Linked DNA regions of Drosophila melanogaster: region 2 is linked to region 1. A link is a contact called in public Hi-C data. All regions are on one chromosome and are shown on one strand. Each heading gives the region's core, a stretch centred on a gene start, on an enhancer-like site or on the middle of the called end of the contact. The rest is flanking DNA. Distances are from core to core; before and after follow the strand shown.

Region 1 (4,418 bases), core at 1,576-4,075:
TTTCATAACATTTCTTAGCTAACATTTAGATGTATTGAAAATAGTTTCATGCCAACCGTTAAAATAATTTATATTTTGATTTTGCAATGGACGAGCAAACATGGACACAAACATCATTTAACAACGACATCTTATTTTCATCACAACATAACATATAACTTTCTTGATTTATAATTTATTTATGGGTCAAAGCGGTTTGACAACAGTGCATTTACCTTAATTTCGACAGATTCAAGGTTTATCATATTGTGGGTTCACTTATGCCAGTCCCAAATTCGGATCATCGCTTTTTTCATTAATAAATAAATTTTTCCATTCAAAATTTATTGCTACAAATAAGTCAATGAAGAAGACGACGTTTTAATTATCTAATTTAGTTTTTAAGTTAATTGAAATTACCAAGGCTGTCCCCGCATATAATGTTAATTTTGTTAAGAAACATCAATCAGCCGCGTCTTTGCTACGGTACGGGACTAACGAAATTTGTACGAAATTTAAAATTTCACAAAATAAAATTTATAACTTAAAATTTGACGTTTGGGAAATTTATTTAAAATTGATTCGATTATTTTTAATAAGCAACTCAACTTTATTTTCATATACGCTTAAGCCTAACTAATCTAAGGGCGAGTTCTGCGGAAAAGTTTTCTGAGGAAAGGAAAGTTTTATTGCACTCTCGATCCCGCTCCCAGTGCGTTAACTAAAGTCCACTAACAGCTCAAAATTGTCACCATCACACTTAAATGTTTTAGCTTTCATGTTAAATATCTAGCGATATACAAAAATTTTCCGAATCACTCCCTCAGTTTAGAAGATTTTATTAAATGATTGTCTAGCCATAAATGTAAACGACGAACATTTTGATAATGTAGAAAAATCAAGAGATAAGGCTATAGTCGAGTTTCACGACTATCAGATACCCGTTAGTTCAGCTAGTTCACGTGGGACATAGAATTTTCAACATTTTCAAGGAATAACAAGAGAAATTGAGGGGAAAAATAATTTTAATGTTCTAAGGTCTGGCCGAGATAGATTTGGGTGGTGTCCAGAGTGGGCGTGGGCAAAATGTTTTCGCCATATCGATAAAATTGGAAAAACAACTGAAAAAAAAGAGAGAGTGCTATAAACAAGTTCCCTGACTATTAGATACCCGTTACTCAGCTAGTGTGAATGCGAATGCGAAATTTTTTTATTCTTCTGGGATATCGATAGATATTGGGGATTAAAATGAGAAAAAATTTAAGAATTGTTCCAAAGTGTGGGCGTGACCGGTTCGACGACTTTAGGGCGTTAAAGTGGGCGTGGGAGAAGCTGCGTCTATGTCTCTAGAATCTGTATGCTTAATCTCAACCTTCTAGCTTTAATAGATTCTGACATATAGATTTACACTCGGCTGTTGATCCTGATCAAGAATATATGCTTATTTTTGCCTGTTACAGACTTTTAATCTAGTATAACCTTTTGATTTGTGGGATTAAAACGTTCTAAAGAAAATATGCCCTGCGTAAGCATTGCTAGAATCACTAGTTACTCTACGAGTAACGGGTATAACAAATTAGAATGCTATGGTAAATTACCTTGCCTATCATAGCTTAAAAGATGTGTATTTAGATATTGATAGAAATAAGTAAAGTTGTGGACGCTTTAGCCGCTTTGTGGGATTGCTAGAATCACTAGTTCACAACGTTTATACTAGTGTTTCTGATCAGGGATATACACACTTTATAGGGTCGAAACCGCTTCCACTACATACTTCTCAACGAACGAACGGGTATACTACCCGTTTACGAGTAAAAGGTATAAAAAGGATGGCATAGAGGGAAATGCGCCAACAACGGGAAACGACAACAACTTATATATGAATATAATCAATAATAGGAAATATAGACATAAGCACTCTCAGCTAAACTTTACACATCCTTAGCGAGCATAACAATGGGAAAAGCATTGCTATAATATCTCCAACTTCTCCAACTTGCACACCCCCAATCGAAGTAATGGGTATCTGATGATTAGCATACCTCCCGTGCACTCCCACTACCTGAGTAACTGGTAGTAAAGAACTCGACTATAGCGTTCTGACATATTTATAAGTGGTGAGCGTTTGTTTGCAAAGACATTAGAAAAAACCCGAAACGCCATACAATTTTTTCGTGCTGGCTTCAAAGCTATCTCAAAAATTTTTTCATAAGCCAGACAGCGAAAATCTCTAGAGCCAACAGCTACCTTGTACTCATATATTGCAATAACAGTCATACTTACATACAGCACAATACAACATTGAATAAAATCATCGAAAAGAATTGTACCACGCCCAAAGCGGTCAAATTTTCGTAGTAAGACGTCGATTAGGTGGTCAGATAAACGATAACCAAATGATGTCAGTGCTGTTTTCAGCTCAGTTTTGTCAATATTTCCAGAATTGTCACGATCAAAGGATCGAAAACAATTTTGCCAATCCGTCACATACTTCCACAACGCTCCAAAATCTTTAAAGGACACAGTCCCTTTATTTTCACGATCAAACATTCCAATCATCAAACGGATAGTCTCCGGATTAAATGCAGACCAGGTACCATTCGAAAGGGCCACTTGTAGCTCATCTGCGGATATATGACCACTCCTATCTTTATCCACTCTAAAAAAAAGTCGCTTTATCGCTAGTTAGAAGTATTTATTCTGTGACTGTTACCTTTGAAAAACATCCCAAAGAAATTGCTGGTCTGGCATACCATCATGATTGTAGGCCATTGGTGGATACAATTGGTTTGTTACAGTGCAAACTTTGCAGAATAAAACTGTTATCGTTTATTTGAGGACATACAATTTTTGATTAATATCAATGTGCAATAATTTGACAATTTTAATTATACCATATTCCAACAGACCTAAATGTTTCATTATAGACTATTCGCACAGACAACAGTTGAGAGATTTAATTCTAATATATGATATAGATTATTTATATCGCCATTAGTAAGCTAGCTCAACAAGTTTTGACATAGTTTTAAGATTTAAGATATGTAATTAAAAGGAAATAGGTCTGTTAAAAAATCGCTTTTCCGTAACCAATTTTTAAAATTGACTAATGGATTAGCTAACGGAAAATCCCTCTTCTGTTTTAGGAGAGTAAATATATAGATATAGAATAAAACACCTAAACGCATATATAACGAAACTTTTTTCCCTAACCTTCAGCTATTTATATGGCACAACTAAACTGCAGATTAACCACCCACAGGTAGACCTTTAAGAATGCTACAGAAAACACTTTCGCTTCAATTTCGCTACAGCACGAAAACACTCTCTTTGACTCTTTGATCAAAGTCAAAAACACATACAAAATTTTTTTTTACAAAATTTAAAATTATTCTTTTTAAGTGATTAAAATAGCCGTATTAATAATTACATATGTAAGCATAATCATTATGGCCCAGTGCCCAATCCAATACAATTTGTGCACCTGCAGTGACACTATTTAGTAAGAATTTAGAATAATATTATATAAAAACACGAAACCAGAGTAGAATTTTTGGAGTATCAGATACCCGATACTCATCTAGGGGGAGAGAGCTGTAGAAATTTAAAAATATTTGTTTCTTTGTTAAGCTTTAATATATTAAACTATTTATTAAATTTTTAGGTGACGATTTATTTTGCCATTTCATTAGAAACTGGTAAAGCAAAAAATGAAATTTAAAATCATAGTTCAAAAAATTTTTTAAATGGAGGAATAAAAATTTTGTACGTTTGTGTCAAACCCAAACTAAGGCAGACGAAGCGTGTCAGGTAATTGAGCCAATTGGAACATTATCATCGGGGATATAACATTGTTCCAAAGTGTGGGCATGACTGGCTGGTCGACTTTTGGGCGATAGAGTGAGCGTGGCAAAAAGTTTTTTGGCAAATCGATACAAATTTACAGGATGGCATTGCCGGCCGTCCTAACACAAGTAACAGCCAACGATTACCAGCTATCTCTGGAGTACGAACATGACGTGAGTTTAAAGAACTTGGAAAAGATGGCCGAGGTCATTCCTAACGGAGGCAGAATTGGCTCTGCTCACCTTTTCTCTCTTGTGTTTCCTGTGGAGGAAACCAGGCAATATCACCGTGATCTCGCATCCGCCCGTTGCCTCCGGACAGACCAAGGCTACTTAACCTGTGGGACGCAGGTCTTAAAGGGGGAGGAGTTAAAACGCAGCACTTTCTTCTCGGGGTAAGCGGGGCAGTTCCTACCCCACCACCATCGCAGCGTCAGCATCTGGCTCGCTGGCACCACTGCAGCGGCGGTCATTGTTCTGTAAGCGGTTCAGTTCGTACCCCACCTTCATCGCAGCGTCGAAGCCGACAACATTAGCGTCCGGTTGATTGAATTTTTCTATCCTAAGTGTATTGAAATAAATTGATTATTATAT
Region 2 (3,871 bases), core at 866-3,365, 130 kb before region 1:
GACGGATAATGGTGATCACAAATGGATTATAATATTAAATTGTCTTTTTTGGAATATTTTTGGAAAATCACATAATTCAACACTCTTAAGGCCTCAGTATTAATAAGCACTAAATAAGTATATTATTTTCATTACTCAATTAAATATTTTATTTGAATTAAAAGGTAATAATCTTTATTTTAAAGAATTTAAATCCTTTTCACACGTCCTATAAGCGATGCCCATTCCAAATCCAGCGCCGAGCCATACAGGCCATGCTCGTCTCTTTAAAATTAAGAAAGATACAGCAGATCCAATAATTACGCCTCCACCTGAAAAAAAGTGGTATTTTATTTATCCAATTTAATTTAATTAGTTAAATTATTTAATTGAGCTAATATTAGAGTGAGCTTGGTACGATTTTTTTAGATATGTTTGGCAAGACAAATAGTAAAATCAACATTTTCAACACATTTTTAAAAATTGTGGTTGTGGCAGTATTGGGTGGTCGGTGGATCCCAAAGAAGCTGGGGTCGGAAAATCGAAATTTGATAAATGGAATTGTTTGCCCATGGTTGCCGACAAATTAGTTTTTTTTTGCAATTGAAAAAAAAAATATTTCGAGAGGTGGGCTAACGAAATTAGTTACTTTTAAGGGTGGGCAAACTATAAATATTTTTGAACAGGTATTTTTTAATGTTACAAAAATAAATTAAGTATTAAATAAAACGATAGAAAAATGGAAGTGCAAATAAAAAAAATTTTAAAGGATAGACAAATGATGAAAACTAATGTTAAAGTATGGGCAAATCTAATTTTAAAGGATGATATCGATTCTTAAAAACCGTTTTATCAAATGGTAATGAAATGTTATTAATTGAAAAAAATAATATTTCGAGAGGTGGCTTAACAAAATTAGTTACTTTAAAAGGTTGGGCAAACGATAAATATTTTTAAACAGGTATTTTTTAAGGTTACAAAAATAAATTAGGTATAAAAAAAAAACGATAGAAAAAGTCAACGTTTTTATTTTCGCGAATTTTCTTTTTCGAAAATACAGATCTCGAAATCTGGACGTGGGCATAAAAACTAATTGGTGGGCAAACGATTTTAGCTTTCAAATATCTAAAATTCGATTTTTCCGACCCCAGCTTCTGTGAGCTGGCTTGTGGGCTTTGGAATGACTCCAAAAGGGTAGCAATCGTCCTTGGAAATTCCACAGCTGATTGATTTATGAAGAAACATCAGTTTGAAAATTACAGAATTGGTGGGATGGAGGAAGTCCAATGTGCACGAAATTATTCAAAAGATTCCGATCTTAAAAGTTTTTCGCAAGGCCGAACTAGGAAAAACGTGTAATACACCGCATACCAAAGATTTTCACAAAAAAGTTAGCTTTAAAAGCCTCAAGAACAATGAGTAGAGTAAGATTGAAGAAAGTTGCAAATTTGGATACCAAACCGTTTTAAAACAAAATGCTGAGAAAGTGAAAATCGCAAACAACTTTGCCTCTTACTAAGCCAACTCGTTTCCTAATAGCCTGCAAATTTTCATAGACAGCAAGGATTTGCAACGAAATATTAAAATTGTTATTTGCATAATTCTATCAACAATTCAAATAAAAAATTATTTTATATCCCGAACTTCGGCATATTTTGATGTTTTTTGGAAATCTGCGAGGTATGATTACGTTTCTGAATGTTTAGCTTAAGCAAACCATTTTAATTATAAAATTATTTTTAGTTTGCAAGATTTAAACAATACACTTGTCTACTCATGCCATACAACTTTATACAACTTAGCCTAGCCAAATTATAATTTTTCATACATCATATGCTGGGTTATTAAAAATGGTAATAAATGCCATTTAAAATACCGTTTTGATTTTGCTTTTAAAAATTGATATTTCAATATGCAAATACCACGGTTTAAAAATGTTACGTAAATGTTCGTACTCACATCCTTTAATTAATACATCAGAAACGCAATGATCTAATCTATTGCATATTTTTTCCTCGAAAATATTATCGCGAGAAGTCATTTTTATTGCCAAAACAACGTTAAAAGGACTTAAAAAATTATTAACGTAAAATTATTAGTAGTCAAACGCGCACTGGCCAATGGGTAATACCAGTACTTTGTAAATTTCGATGTGCGTCAAGATAACGTCGATAAGTTGCCAACAATTAAGAAACTATGGAGAGAGAAACACGGATTCATATTATAACCTCGCAGAGAATATTTTAATATCTTTAAAAAAGTTGCGAGGCATTAAAGAAGACATTTACGGCTGTATAAAAACACTACATTCTTAATAAGTACGAATAGCCAAGTCAATATAACCATGCCCTCCTGTCCTTCCTTTTGCAAACTGGCTTCTACGCTTCAAAGCTAAGAAACTAATTACAGTTTGTCAAGAAACTGTGAAATAAGTTGAATTTTTGATTTTAAAGGTAAAAATGAAGGGTTCTTTGCTTAATTAAACGCAATTCTTTTATTCAATATAATTAAACAACATTTATTTTAAGTATAAATCAAAAAACAAATTAAAAATATTAAATATACAAGAAAATAAACAAGAAATTCCAAGTTTACACACTTCAAGAAACTCTTTACACAAAACACTTAATCGAAGTTTACTCCTAAATTTTTAAATTATTTCATTAAAATTTTAAAAGTTTTAGTATGTAGTATGTTCCCCGTTGGCTTACGCTACAAGTTGAAGCCTTTTTTTTCATGGAATGGATAAGTTTTTGTAGGTCATATTCAAGCAGGATCTTTTCACACCATTCGACTATTGCAGTCATAAGCTGTTGTCGTGTTTTAGGGCCCTTTTTGCCACCTTCTTCTTTAAGTAGGTCCACAAATTTTCAATGGGGTTCAGATCAGGACTCTAAGGGGGCTTATCGATCACTTTACCACAGTTATAAAGGAGCCAGGTGCGTACATTGCACATACTACATACTAAAATTTTTAACATTTTTATGAAATAATTTAAAAATTTAGGAGTAAACTTCGATTTAGTGTTTTGTGTAAAGAGTTTCTTGACAGTCTCAAAAGTGTGTAAACTTGGAATTTCTTGTTTATTTTGTTGTATAATTAATATTTTTTTGACTTATAAGTAAAATAAATATTGTTTAACTATATTTTATAAAAAATTGCGTTTAATTAAGCAAAAAACTCTTAATTTTTACCTTTAAATTCAAAAATTCAACTTATTTCACAGTGTGTAAACAGTTTCTTGACAAACTGTATATATGAATGAAACTTTCCAACAAGTCTTTTTTTAATTACAGGTAGTATAAAACGCAGACATAATCGGTCTCTTATATCATGTTTATAATATATTAACTTATATATAACTATATATATTTATATATACATATTTATATATATATATATATTTACATATATATATATCCTATATATTCCTTCTTGTTTCACCTAAAGTTTACTTCATTTTGGGCCTACTAACAAAATTAAACGGCCCAGGTTAAGAAAAAACTATTCACACTTTTGCAGAAAGTTGAGGAATTTATAAATAATATAGGCTAATACATGTCCTGCACCAATGTAATAACAATACGGATGCTATGTATTACTTCGTTCCCAGAGCACTGTATCCTAAAGATTTTTTATGTTTAGTGATTATAAAAAGGCATATTAAGTTATGCTCAACAGTTTTCGAGGAGACAACATTTTCCAATTCTTTTTACCCTTGGACGTGCACGCACAGATTAGCTTAAACAATATTCGATATCCACTAATATTTCATACCTGTTTCTCAGATCAAAGACACTAGAAGAACAAGATGCGTAACGGCCATACATTGGTTTGGCACTATGCAGCCACTTTTTTAGTGACGGCCAAAATTGCTCTCTTTCCGCTCGCT

What was found. A called contact is a pair of places that touch in the nucleus more often than the background predicts.
Region 2: a contact with region 1 is called in a Hi-C map of the S2 cell line, with 2.1 times the contacts expected there. The contact joins the promoter of CG41128 here to the promoter of Alg-2 in region 1. A contact is called at or near these places in 11 of 107 Hi-C or Micro-C datasets (the Kc167 cell line, the OSC cell line, the S2 cell line and 2 more) and 1 of 6 datasets of contacts at active chromatin or transcription factors (the Kc167 cell line).

Annotation. Positions count from the first base shown.
Region 1 is chr3R:3,621,550-3,625,967 of dm6, reverse strand. Alg-2 (Apoptosis-linked gene-2) reads right to left here and starts at 2,825. Exons shown (of 3, transcript NM_001110989.3): 1 at 2,693-2,825; 2 at 2,263-2,638. The coding sequence starts at 2,751.
Region 2 is chr3R:3,748,607-3,752,477 of dm6, reverse strand. It overlaps CG41128, which reads right to left and starts at 2,115. Exons shown (of 2, transcript NM_001015402.3): 1 at 1,939-2,115; 2 at 125-311. The coding sequence starts at 2,020. The coding sequence ends at 175.